2 separate regions of the Zea mays genome follow, and region 1 is linked to region 2. Evidence: chromatin contacts called from public Hi-C data. All regions are on one chromosome and are shown on one strand. The core of a region is the stretch at or near the end of the contact, and the rest is flanking DNA. Distances in the headings are between cores, read along the strand shown. Region 1 holds the start of LOC100194230 (Adenine nucleotide alpha hydrolase-like superfamily protein). Region 2 has its middle 64 kb from the start of LOC103631385.

Region 1 (7,301 bases), core at 3,727-6,226, 310 kb before region 2:
TCCCTTAAACATCATGGGATACAGCCGACTTAAGTTCTCAAAAGATATATGTCCTAACCGACGATGATGTAGTAGAATCTCCTTGCCATCCCCCTCAACAGTTGCTTTCAATGCTGACTCCTCATGACTGATGAACCATAACCCATTATGCCTGACTCCAGTCCCAATCTTTCTCCCAGTACTCTTCTCCTGAATGACACAAGAATTCTCATCAAATATTACTGTGCACTTGAATTGGTCAATGATTGAACTTACAGAAAGGAGATTGACTGGAAAAGATGGAACATGCAAAACTGATGACAAGCTAAGAGATGGTGTACACTCAACAGATCCTATACCACGGATTTGTTGAGATGTACCATCAACAATTTGAACTGACTCAGAATGTGTGTAAGGAATATATGTTTTGAAAGGGGTGGACATGCCAGTCACATGCTTTGATGCTCCTGAATCTATGATCCAATCTATGTGATGCCTACATGAGGATGCAAAAGTTTGTGCCTGAGTACCTTCGCCCATGTGGGCGTAGTTGTCAAAGTTACCGAAGGAGTTGGTGGCTTGCCCATCAGGTGAAGTGAGGCACTCGGAAGACTTGCCCTTCTGCCACTGCTCCCATTGCTTAGCTTGTTCCCTAGACAGAGTAATAGAGAGACTCTCTTCAGCGGTAGCTATGTTGGCCCTGGAGCCACCACAGCCTCTACCACGACCTCCGCGACCTCTTCCATAGCTCCCACGACCACGATTACCACCTTGTCCTCCACGAGATCCTCCCCTGCCACCATTTCCTCTAGGATTGGGACAATTGTAACTTAGGTGTCCCCTTTCCCCACAATTATAGCATTCTCTATCCTCAATTGCAACGTATGCTGGCTTCACATGATTACCACTACTCATCACTCAAAGTATGCTCTCTTCATCTATCATGGCAAACACAACCTCATCCATGGTAGGAAGACTCTCCTGGTGACAAAAGGCTGCTCTCCTGCTCTCAAACTCAGAATCCAGATTCTTTAGAAAGTGGGTCACTCTCCTATCCTCTACCCACTTATGAACCATTTGTGCATCCTGTGGGCAAACCATTTGGAGAGGAGCATAATGATCCAGCTCTCCCCATAAGTGCTGGAGCTCACTAGCATATTGTTCCACTGGTCTCCCCATCTGCTTTACTGCATCTGCCTTGTTCTGAATTTCCATCATCACCATCACATTCCCCTTTCGAGAATATATATTACTCAAGGTGTTCCAGATTTGTGATGCAGTACGCATGGCTTCCACCCTCTTGCTAACAGTGGGAGACATGGATGCCAGTAACCATGCAACTATCACAGAGTTTGTCTCCTGCCAGATTCTCCATTCTGCGTCGAGCTTATCAATCGGCTCAACACATGTCTCCTCCAAATAATGCTCCACTCCCTTGCCTCCTAGGAGTACACGCACTCTTCTAGACCAGCTTAGATAATTCTTACTACCTTCTAGCTTCACATCATTAGGCACAAGTTCCAACTTCAACTCAGATGTACCTATATTTGCCCTAGCACCAATCAACCCTAACCCCATGAGCTCCTGGATGATACTTCTCATTTCACTCATCATCTCACTCTTTGTAATCCCTCCTGAACCACTACCATCAATTTCTGTCTTCTTCGCAGCCTCCTCTGTACTCATTTTTACAGAAGCACAGAGTCACACACTCGACTCCTTTCTCGCAGCCTCTCGAGCTCTCCACTCAGACCGCAGCCTCTCGAGCTCTCTACTCCACTCGTAGATCTCGTCCTCCTCTCCTCCTTTCCTCCTGTTTCAGCCTCCGTGTAGACAGGATGCAGACGCAAGTTAGCAGCAGCTCGTTCGTCGGAGTGGCGATGCGTGGAGGTGGCAGGGCGCTGCGGTTGGCGACTCGATGCGGTCTGCTGCTGGTGACCGCGCGACTGTGCCTAGCCGGCCCATGCGGAGACGGTGAGCCGCTGCTCTTCGCTCTCGTCACTCCCTTTGCCTTCTATGCGGTGGGGCCGGCTGCGCGCGTCGGGAGCGGCGCAGGCGACGTGGCGGTGCACGCGCTTTGGGAGGAGGCGGCGCACGTCGGGGCCAGCAACGGCGTGGGCTGCGCGCGTCGGGGCGCGGGCTGTGGGAGCGGCGGCGGGCTGCGGGAGTGGAGAAACCTAGCTCTGTATACTATGTAGTTTTTCTGGTGTGTGTTACTTTCACAGCACCTTTTCCCCTCCATTATACTTCACTACTTTACAAATAGACCTTTACATTTGTTCATAATTACACCAACAACCATCATGCGCTCACTGAGAACATCCTTCAGCTTGAATAGACCACTTTGCAACGTACCGATGCAACACAAACGACAATGATTGTTTTTAACATTGTTTCCAGTTATATGCACACTCGGGACATAGTTTACGAGCATAATGCCTATCGTCTGTTCCTAGTGAAGGATGGACGGGAGAAGTCAGAGATTGAAGAAATAGAAGATATGAAGAAGACTCAATCCAACTTTATTGGAGTGCCAAAACATCTCAAGTTTGACTTCTAACAACAACAACAACAAAACTGAAAAAAATGCTAAAGTGTTTCCGCACATACATGAAAATCTCATTTGTCTACACAAGAAACCAAGAACTTCGTGTAACAAAAACATTAGTAAAAATGTTGATCACAAAATTACGATGCCCAATCACGATGCATACAAATGTGCTAGCTCTGAGAAGGTAAATTAATGAAGCAGGAATGTGGGCACAAATTCATAGCGAGAAACATCTCAGGAACTTTGTGATTTTCCTTCTTTCTCTGTCTTTCCTGTCACCGTTTGCAGCTGTTGTATCATGATTCGGCGTAGACGACGGTGGTGTCGGGTTGTTGGATCTGCTGCTGCTGCTGTTGTTGTTAACAGGGGAAGGTGACAGCGGTGGCGTTGGGTCAGCAGTCGTCACCTCTTTGCCGTCGCAGATGATCTTGACTTCGCAGTAGAGAGGTGCGCCCTTGTGTACCTGTCCTGCTATCGTGGTTCCTTTCTTCAGCTTCCTGCATGTGTCCATTTTGAAAGCCAGTTTCGTGTGTTCTGTTTACTTGAAAGCCAGCTGGTAGACCTTACCGCACATTTGACTTTGAGACGCCTAGTACCAGTTGACTTATGCGAAGAACAGGAACAAGCTCGATGATCGCGTTAGCAATCTGATCACTTTCGATGAGGTAGACGTCAACGGTAACCTGCGTATGGGAAGAGAACAGGAACAAGTTCGAGTGTTGAGTTTTTTCTCTTCTTCTTCTCCAACTCAAAGCAAGAGCTTGAGAAACAAGAACTGGTCCGGCTGCTGCTTACCTGAATCTCGCGGCACTGGTCCAAGAATTTCTGCAGCATGTCTCGCCTCTTCGATCTCTCTTGGTTCAGGTACGTTTCGATCTGCTCCGGGCTTGCTTGGCTCTTAGGCATCATTCCTACTATTTCAGAAACCGAGACGACGGTGTCAGGTTCGTTAATACGGATTTATTACCTTTTAGGCTTGTTCGGTTAATCCAGTTACCCATGAATTTGATGAAATTGGAAAAAATTAAGAATAAATTTGACTTGGTTGGGATTTAAACTCACACAATCTCACTCAATCCATATGGATTGAGAGCTAACCGAACAAACCCTTAAACTGAATGTTGCTTAAATATATATAGTCAGACGCAGCATATGGGCAGTAAGTAACACATTCAGAAACCTGCTTTTTTTTTTCTTTGGCATTCCAGTATTCCTGTACGCTGTATATATATGGTCCACGAATCTCGTTGGCACTCGCTGTCAGGATCTCAAATAATGAATGCATATTATCTTTATTCCGAGTGCTTCACCCAGGTGAGGTGAGGTCTGATGGAACCGCCCACAGGACAGGACTCTGATTAAAACCCAAGTGTTTCGATGGAAACAGCTTGATTAGAAGTAGAACCCAATAATTTCACGGGATGATCAAACAGATCCCATTATTACTACTGGTTTGCCAAAGAAAACATAGAAAGAAAAATACTCCTACAATTAGGAGCCACAGGACCTACCTAACACCATGCTGATATGATGTGTGGCTTTGTTCGCGTCTCCGACGACTCCTAGGCTAGCTAGGCTACGAGGTCAGCATCAACGGCTTGGAATTTTGCTGTTGCAGATCTGCGACGGGGCTAAACCCAATGTAATTTACAAAAGCCTCCATGAAGAAAATTCCGGCTTTAATTTGTGAGGACGACACCTTTGAAAGTTTCAACCACGCGAGCAAAAAAAAAAACTAGTCCGGACGTGAGGCCACATCTTTTATCGCTTGGAAACAAGGCTTCGTTTGCAAATTACAGCGTTAGTTGTTTCGATGTTGAGGTTGGGCTTGAGGAAACATTGGGCTAGAATTTCGGATCGAGGAAGCAGTTTGATCTGGATCCCCAGTCAGGGAACACTACTGATCAGTACACGCAACAATCTGAATTATTCTAGTGATGAAGTTATAATCATCAATCGTAAATCAGTAGTACGACATGTTATTTAGTAGAAGAAACGAAGATGATGAGGCAGAAGCAGAAGAGGGGAGAGAGACCAAGCAGTAGTAGGCTCACATGGGGTGGGTATGCTGGTGACGACGGGGAAGACGTGGACGAGGTAGACGAAGCTGCGCGGCTTGGCGAGGCGGCGCAGCGCCCAGGACAGAGCCGCCATGCTGGAGCCGCCGCTGCCGACCGCCACGTACACGTCGTCGGCGACCGGGACGCTCCGCGGCGGTCTTCCGTCATCCGGCTCCAGCTCCTCTATCTCCCACGTGCTGCTGCCGCCGCCGCCAACACCGTTGGTGTGGCTCGGCAGGCTACCGGCGTCCTGGTCGACGCCACCGCCACCGGCCTCTGCCATGCACGCGCGCGCGCCTTGGATTAACCCGGCCGCCGGGCCCTGGCCAGGTGAGGACGTGAGGTAGAGGGATGTGAAGACGATCGAGCAGGAGCAGGAGTCGTCGTCTGGCGCGTGGTGCCGGTGTGTGTACGGCCGTGCTGGACGAAGATATATATATTTGGTCGTCTGGGGCTCTGGGCTGGGATGTTATTCTTGTGATATTTTCGAGGTATATACTGTTGTTCTTGTTCGGTCGCTGGGTCCTGCAGCTAGCAAAGGTTTGTACACAAATTCTGCTGGCTGCGCTGGTAATGTGTTCATCTGTGAAATGGTAATCTGATCCTACTGATATTATGATGAGCAACTTCAAAAGAACACTAAAAATTTATTTCCTAAAGCGTTTTATTGAGGTTGTTGTTAAAAAATTCCTAAAAAAACTGAACCTACAACAGACTGCTCATAAACAATCCCTAAGACTACCTTCAGCAACAATCCCTAAGACTACCTTCAGCAGCTTACTCATACTCATATTCAAACAAACTCTGCGAACAGTACACTCTATAGTGCAGATCATACTTTTGAAACAACTAGTATCCGATCTTTACTAGCAAGGCCAGCTTGCCTAGGCACAAGCACAACACACTTGTAACAGATTGGGCGATTGTCCTCCATCTCCACCGTACCAAAAGATGTCCTCGCTCATGCAGTTGATGACTGGTACAAAGAAATGGATGGTTTATTAGTTCTGACGCTGGGGCACGTAGAATATATATATAGGAACATCGCCCATTGTGTTAAGAATAGTAATAGTAATGCATGCACATATATATATTTACACATAGATGATGATGATTGATTGATTGTGCAAGGCGTGGACCGGGAGTGGAATATGCTCGCGGATCAGGCTGTGGCATGGCACCACACGGCATCGTTGAACCGTTCGCCGGACACCTCGCCGAGGCAGCCTGCGTAGCATACCTGGGCTGTATTCTTAGCCAACGCACCAATGGGCTGTGTTGTGTTTCTGGATGAGGCCCTGGCGGGACCTACTTCTTGTTTGTTCGGGGTCGGTACAGGCCCAATGGGCTCTGAGGAGTGGGCTTGTTCTATACGCGTTGTACTACACAGACCGCTAGCTTTTGGGCCCTCTCCAGCCTCCTATGTGCCCGCCCTTGGGACAGACTTGCGCGGCATTCTTGTCCTAGCTGCTATATTTATGATAAAAGCCAATTACTAAACCTCTTTATCCTACGTACGTCTAGACCATTACAGTTATCGTTAGCATAAAAAAATGAGCGTCGTTATAGTTAGTAATTCAGAATTTTTACAATGTGGCTTTTGATGTGCTTTGTTACATTAAAAAATACTCAATGACAAAACATGATTTTCACAAAAAAAATTTTGCTCAGTTTTTAGGAATTATTTGATCAACCTAAAAATTCGTACAAGATTCGAAATTGAGCGTTTTTTGTCCTTTTAAGTTGCGATCAAACTAAAATAGCTATGTGGATGTTCTTGACGGATACGGGATCCTCTTATTTTACCTTTCTAATGCTTATTTTTAGGTAAAGTTTATAGCAACTGATTTTAAAGTTTTGAATTTTAAACTTTTTTCTCTTCTCGGCTCGCATGTCAGCCTCTGCGTGTCGCTTCATGTTGTCCTAGGCCCTATAGCGAGGTGTCGGACGCCCCCCCTTCCCTTCCTCTCTTCTAGTTGGCCACCCATGGTGGTGCTCACCACCCGTGCGGATACTATGACACCGGTCACAGTGAATTCACGCTCGTGCTCGTGTTCTCGCTTCTCCTCACATATATAACGCTTCATCGGTCCCTACATCCCTACTCCTAACCATATTTGCTGCAACTCGCCATTGCCACCATTAATTGGAGCTTTACGTCGTCTGCTATGATTCAACCTTCTCACCGCTCCTCCCTCCAATCTGCCAGACTGCCACTTTCTAAGCTTCCTCTTTGAAAGGGAAATAGGGTTAACATTTTTCTACAATTAATTTTGGTGGTTAAATGTCCAACACAAACATATGGACTAACTAGTTTGCTCTAGAATACATGTTTTACAGGTGCATAAGGTTCAATACAAACCAATAAATATTCAAGTTAGGGACCCAATTCAAAAAGAGCAAAAAGGACTTGAGTGTGCTGTGGACAGGCGCACCGGACTGTCCGGTGTGCCACCAGACAGTGTCCGGTGCACCATGTCCTTACGAAGATGAACCAGCCACTCTCGGAAAACTGAGCCACGCAACGCTATAATTCACCGGGCTGTCCGGTGTGCCACTGGATTGTCCGGTGTGCCAGCAGAGCAACGGCTACTCACTCCAACGGTCGACTGCAAAAGCCGCTGACAGTAACAGTGAAGAACAGTGCGTGCAAAGTCAGAGCCGCAGAGTCAAAGGCACACCGGACAGTGTCTGATGTGGCACCGGATTGT
Region 2 (7,282 bases), core at 1,790-4,289:
TCCTTTTCTGGCGCAGATGACCGTTGCAGCTCCGGGGCAGTTGGCGCACCGGACACTGTCCGGTGCACACCGGACAGTCTGGTGCCCCATGCCGACCGTTAGCGCGGGCCACGCGTCGCCCACGGATTGCGCGGCCGACCGTTGCGCTGGCGACCGTTGGCTCACCGGGCAGTCTGGTGCCCCCTGCCGACCGTTGGCATGGGCCACGCGTCGCCCGCAGATTGCGCGGCCGACCGTTGCGCTAGCGACCGTTGGCTCACAGGACAGTCTGATGCACCACCGGACAGTCCGGTGAATTATAGCCATACGCTGCAGAACATTTCTCGAGAGCGACCTTTTCACCGGAGTCCAGTCTGGCGCACCGGACACTGTCTGGTGCACCACCGGATAGTCCGGTGTGCCAGACTGAGCTGAGCTTCGGCTGCACACAGCCAGTCTTTTGCAATCTTTTCTTTTTCTTCTTTTCTCTGTTTCTAACACTTAGATAACTTCATTAGTATTCAAAAACAAATGTACTAAGTCTAGAAACATACCTCATGTCTTGATTTGCACTTTTTCAATCTTTGGCACATTTAGAACTTAGAGAATATGTGTTGGGCACTTAATCACCGAAACATTATAGAGATGGCCCGAAGGCACATTTCCCTTTCAATCTCCCCCTTTTTGGTGATTTATGCCAACACAACCATAAGCAACCGAAAGAAGTGCAATATCAATGCAATAGAATACCAAATTGCTTTTGACTATAATTTGGCATATTTGGATCATTCTTTGCCACCACTTGGTTTGTTTTTGCAAATCAAATTCATTTTCCTATCTCCAAGTCAAACTCACCTGTTTGGGCATAAAGAGAGATAATCCAAGAGTGAAATTGATCAAGTGCCAAAAACTCCCCCTTTTTTCCCATAATCATAAATTCTCCACCACAAGAGACTAAATTTTGTAATAAGAGCATTTTGGACAAATCAAAAGTGCTAACTCTATTGTTTTCAAAATATGTGTTGGGCACTTAATCACCGAAACATTATAGAAATGGCCCAAAGGCACATTTCCTTTTCAATTATTACATGCCCGAGGTAGAGTCAAAGTGCTAACTTATTACATAACTTGGGAGGATGTCATCTTCGCACAAGAACATATACAAACGAAACATAAGTAAAAGGTATCCATGGTGAGCCTAATAGACTTCAAATGTGTTAAGAATCTCTCCTGCAACAACATACGGAATGAAACCCTGAGTACGCAATTACTCAGCAAGACTGACCCGACTAAAGAAAAGACTATCAAGGATATGCTAACTAATTTGGAAATCAAGGTAAAGGTCATCAATGTTCAATGACTCAAGTTTTGCATAAGAGCTTACTATCACTTGATCCTTAGGCTAGCTTTTACTTTTCAAGTTAAGATATTACCTGTGTCTAGATTATCCTATTCTAGCTCATTCACTTGGCCTAATCTAGCTTTCTTTTACATAAAACAAACTAGTTTTACTCCTTATCTACGATGATGGTTAGTGATCCAGTCTTCATATCCGAGAAGTAACAGTGATCTAGATGGATTAATACCCAGATGGGGATCTCCAACCGCACGACATATGTAGCACTTAACCCTTGCATATGTCAACTCGCACCTGGGTTTCTCAAGACCATAATGGGTTCCCACCAACCAAGAGCACAATACATCACCAGCCAGCCTTTTGCTAGGTGGATACATGATACTCTCACCATCTCTCTGTTCTTTCTGGTATTGGTCCGGTCGAGGCTAAGCTTACCCATGATGAGGCATGTGGCCAATTAAAAGGTCCTAGATCATGCAAGCCAACAATCATTACGGTCCTTAAACGACACAGACGGGCAACCTTTCCTGCTCAACGTCTGGTCTCATTTTAAACAATTCTTTAAAACTTGTACTTGTCAGAGGTACCCTGCTTGAATGATTAAGTCGTCAAGGCCTTTGCTCCAAGCCCATTTTCTTTGTAAAAACCACGATTCATTCATCAAAACATTTTGTTCCTAATCTATAGGCATACTAAGAATATTTAGCTTTGTAAATCAGGTATCAATAATGATAATCAATAGTTCAAGGAAAGTTATGCAACAAAGGCTTAATCATTAAACTCCTATCACCTAATACATCATATAAGTGATAAAAGTTTTGAAATCACAAGGAACTTGTTAAATGCACTGGGGCTTGCCTTGATGAGGAGGAGAATCAGACTCTTCTACCAGTATATTGTAGTTAGCAGCAAAACCCACTAGAGCACCTTCAGGAGGAACTTCAGATGGAGAAGCTTCAGATTGAGGAACTAGTTCCTCTTCCGATTCCACTTCAACTTCTTCTTCTAAGTGTTCTACAAGTCAATTACAATACATGAATGCCTATGTAATGATATGCAATGCAAACTCTCACAAGGGAGAGGTGGGGAACATAAACACCACAAAACAACGCATATGACAAGTATACATATACTCTTACATAACATAAAACCTGAGGAAAGTGACCAAACTGAACTTATTTAGACAAACCAAAGGGTCACACATACTTAAATTCACTGATCTTGCTACCCAACAAATTTATATGGTCCAACTTCTTCTAGACATACATTAACACTAAATTTGTGGATTTAATATTTCTCTTTTTAGCTATTTCAAGGTTTTCTGGGCAAACCAACTCCAAACAGGTTCCAATTTTTTACCAAGTGCTAATATAGTGATACATAGTTTTTCCACAAATTTTCATATTTTTTGGTGCTCTTCTTTTATTTCTAAAATTCATTTAAGCCTTTCAAGAGCACTTTTTAATTATCTAAAATTTACTCTCTGCTGTAGAAATTCTAAAAATAACTTTAGCAGAAACTACAAAATTTTGTGGACCCTAAAAATTTGGTTTCACATTTTTTTTGCATTTTCTACAGTTTTTAGTGGATTTTACAACTTACTAGTAAAAAGAAAAGGAAAATCTATCAACAGTGCTAGGCCGAAAGCTACTGGTTCAACCCACGGACGCACCGAAAATCAGCCCCGTGCCGCAGCCCGCGCCCACGGTACACGCTTTGCATAAACCTCCTTGCCGAATCAACTAACTAATTAAGAGCCCCGAGCACTATTCCCGCGTCTCTCTGACACTGCACCAAAACCTAGGGATGACAATTTGACCCATAGATTTGAATATCGATCAGATATCCGACCTGACGGAGCCAGATATGGATACATGTTTTGACCCGTGGGTCAGACCTGAATCTGACCCGAAGTCGGACGAGCACGGATTATGATATTACCTTCTACCCGCGGGTTATCCGTTGGATATCCAAAATTGACCCATAGTGTATTTTTTTGGCCTAGCACATATTACATAGCAAATAACAAATCCTAACACCATAAACCCCACCACGCCTAATACTCCCAATTTCCAACTGTTGGCTACCCCTTACAGTCTTGCTGGCTTCCTGTGTTGTGCCCCGTGGCCCTTCTAAGTCTCATAGACCGTAGCACCACTAACGGTTGGCCCTTCCAAGCTCTAGTGCTCCTAACTGAGGCCCGCAAGCCCATAATAATTCTTTTTATTAAGTTTTAATTGTGTATGATGATGAATTGAGAAGAAATTTGACTAATTATGCTATTGAATTGTTGAATAAATGATTGTGTCTGCCATATCCGACGGATATCCAAAACCCGTCCGAAATTCGATGGGCACAGGCATGGATATAAATATCTACCCGCGGGTACGATCGCGGGCAGATATTGGTTGCAACCATGAATATGGTTGCAGACGGATATTTGCAATACGATAGAGTTCAACCTAAAGCTACAACGAGCATCAGTATCCATCTAGCACACGGTGCTCACATGGTTTGGCTCGGAGAAACTATGGTTCAGCTGATCGAAGTGAAGATGGCCCGCGGCGGCGTTCTAGACAAAACTCGACAGCGTTTTGGTCGGGGTACCACGGTAGCATTCAAAAGGACAACATCGTGGGCATCACCATCACACATGGGTTATGAAATGTGAACAAACCGAGCATATTACCTTCCAGGGGAAGCTGGCCACGATGAGTCGAGGGATTTGTTGATGTGGTCACCACTGCCAGGGCTCACTTTGTGTTCAAGCTTTCACAGGGAATTAGAGGGGTGGAGAGGGCTTGAGGACCTGACCTAGACGTACGTGAAGGGCATGGCACGGTGAGAGTAGAAAATTAACAAAGGCCTAGGGAGCTCGGGTTGGTGTCTTAAGTTACAATGGCAAGGAGTCACAATGGTTGGGGCTGTTGGGGTTTTTACTGGGGTTAACACAGAGACAAACAACGGCCGGGGTGCTCCACATACTCTCTGCATGTCCACCACGCCAAGAAAGACACAAAGGAAAAAAGTTGAAGCTCCCTTGCTGCATGTTGGACATCAAGGCAGCAGCTAACTAGCTGAGTCAGCTAGGAAATGGACTTTTACACCTCCTCAAGTTCATCCCAAGTGGTGTGAAGCAATGGCAGGTGACACCCTCTTCTACACCAGCCCCTTTGCATGCCACACACCCAGCACTTCCTAGATTAGTTAGTGGATGGAGATATTTCCAGGTTTTTGGACTGCTCAGAACTTGTTCAGTTCACTACAGAGCCAAGTTCCTTCCCCCTTTCTCCCATTTTCCATATAAGAACAGACCTATCTTACTTAAGCAACATTGTGCACCAACTATAGGTCTTAAACTTTACTATAGTCTTCCAGGGCTAATTACACAAGAATCACAGGTTAGGAGGCCTCAAAGTCAACCCCAATTTACAGAGACCATATTCAGTGATCTAAAACTAAATCAGACTCAGTCTGATAGTTCCACTTTTTGGTGTAGTCTTTTCTTCACTTTTTGTGTGGAATCAAACTAAACTTACTTAAAGGGACTTTCTCATTAACATATAATCTTAAAACTTGCTATAAAGATCCCAGTCCAAAACCATCTAGAACAGGCACCACACAGCTCCAAAGTTGAGCCAAACACTGAAACTCGATTTCAGTTACTATTCACTGTCTAACACTCTAACAGTCTGTCAACCCATCTTCTAGCACCTTTTGCTCCATTTTTTTATATAGCACCAAGCCAATCTTCCTTGAACAAACTTGTACCCTAATAGATACTCTTCAACTTTGTTGCAAGGAGTATGGCTTAATGCCTCACAGATAAAGCACAAAAGGGTTCCCAAATTGGACCAAACACACAAATTCAGAATCTGAATTTGCACTAAGTCTGGAATCCAGAATTAAAACTTGAATCTTTGGAACAGTTTTGCTACCAGTTTCAAATGACTTTAAGGGTATGTACCTTAAGTAAACTTATACACTAAAATGTGATCTCAACTTTGTTACAATACCCCAAGTCCAGAACTGTATAGATTAGCCACTAACAAGCCTCCAAAGTTGCTTCACACTGCAAAAACTCGAGTTCTGAACTGTCACTAAGTCAGAATTTCAGGATTAAACATTCCACTTTGGAGCAAGGTTTACAAACAATTCCATATGGTTTTAGGGCTGAGTAACTTAATCAAGTTTATGCACCTAGTATAGCTCTACAGCTTTGCTACAATGACCGCTTTCAAACTGTCTATAAATCAGAAGTTACAAAGGTCCCCAAGGTAGCTAATTGCTAATGTTTTTCAGAATTCAAAACCCTATGTCAAGAATTGGTTTCAAGTGTTTCTCCACTTTTTACTATAAAACTTAGAAATCTCCACACATGAAACTTGTTTGGTTTAGAAAATTCTATGACTTTAATATTTTGACCTTTGGCAAAATATTACCAGATCACAATTTCCACTTTTGAGGTCAAAGTTGAGTTTTTCACAACTAGGTTTTCTACTCTCTACTAATCACCCCATCACACTTAGATTGTTTTTGAGTCTAGTGAATGCATTCTAGGTGTATTACAATACAAAGATGCCAATGCATATGATGTCATGCCAAATTTTAGTTTTGGTAACACCAGGGGTGTTACACAACACCTTTAGTTCTGTCGGACATAGCGTGCCTTATGTCTAACGGCTTGCATGGAGGCCATCGAATTTCACCGGTTTAAGGTCCAACGATCTTTAGTAGCCGTCGTACATAAGGGTTGTCTTATCTCCGATGGCTATTAAATGTTGTCGGACATAACAGTTTCCAGCAAGGGCAGAAAACCCCCTATTTTTTCATTTCTCACATTTACAAAAATACACAGATTTCATATTTTCAGATTATCACACATACTCTCATACAGGGAAATCACATTCAAAATTACATTCTCAAACATCAATTCACATTCACAAACACATTGCAACATCACATATAATTTCAAATCCACATTGATTCAAATATCATCATAGTTCAATATCCACATTTACATAGTTCGAAATCCACATTCACAGTCTTTGACATCAACATTGACATAGTTCGAAATCAAACATTGTTCAACATCTGTCACACATATCCGTCACCTGGTTAGTTGGAGTTGTGGGGGACAGATATCCCCCGGGTCCACTAGAAGGCCTCGCGAAAGGCTTTGGGCTCATTACTTCGTAAGGCCATACCTTCGTGGGCCAGGGGAGGAATCGCTGGCGGAATGGATTGACGCAAGATGGGATAGACTCGAGCCCAGACGGCTCAATGGGTTTAAGCATTATCCACAGCAGTGATCCGATTCTCCCGCGCATCGCCCTCAGACGTCGGAGCTAAATGAGGATAAGTCGGCATGATTATAGAAAGATAAGTTCAGTCGGTTCACTATTACTTAGGTGCACGTTGTTATCATACCCGCATGTAACGCCCCACGGTCGAGTATATAAGGCCTAGGGGGCACCCCATCAAAAGACGGGTCACTCATTAGCCATCTACTCCATTCTCTAGCATCCTTCATACTAGAGAATCCCCTTGTAAACCCGCCACATAAAGATCCACACCAGGAAGTAGGGTGTTACGCCTCTCTAAGCGGCCCGAACCTGTATAAAATTGTCTATCGTCTCTCGTGCGCCTAGCACGAACCATCGAGCTACAGTCGGTAACACCGTCCTACCCAAAAGCACCTCGAGGGGTAACCCCGGGTGCGCGGTCGGGTCCCAAACGCCGTCAGCTGGCGCGCCAGGTAGGGGTGTGTCGCTGATCCAAGCTAGCTCAATGGCCATCGTTTTCCAACACAAGATTGTCCTCCGACCTGGATCCGTGTTCTGCTTCAGAACCGTCTCATCCGTGGCAGACGAAGAAGGAATTTTGCATCGTATAGCGGATCCACCGAAGAAGAAGCCTTCCTTGAAAATCTCCGAAAAAGCCGGA

What was found. Hi-C and Micro-C count contacts between places; a contact is called where the count stands out from the background.
Region 1: a Hi-C map of ear shows a contact between it and region 2, with 2.2 times the contacts expected there. The contact joins the promoter of LOC100194230 here to the enhancer-like site in region 2. A contact is called at or near these places in 2 of 25 Hi-C or Micro-C datasets (ear and leaf mesophyll).

The regions. Positions count from the first base shown.
Region 1 is chr6:130,864,114-130,871,414 of Zm-B73-REFERENCE-NAM-5.0, reverse strand. LOC100194230 (Adenine nucleotide alpha hydrolase-like superfamily protein) reads right to left here and starts at 4,976. Exons shown (of 4, transcript NM_001359434.1): 1 at 4,585-4,976; 2 at 3,326-3,444; 3 at 3,098-3,213; 4 at 2,559-3,027. The coding sequence starts at 4,873. The coding sequence ends at 2,748.
Region 2 is chr6:130,556,373-130,563,654 of Zm-B73-REFERENCE-NAM-5.0, reverse strand. No RefSeq gene overlaps it. Among protein-coding and RNA genes, the nearest start is that of LOC103631385, 64 kb to the right of the region's middle. Within about 2 kb of position 3,039, at least 7 of the 20 cell types and tissues checked have an H3K27ac peak or open chromatin away from gene starts, as enhancers often do. A contact at or near this core is called in ear and leaf mesophyll, where this site is marked.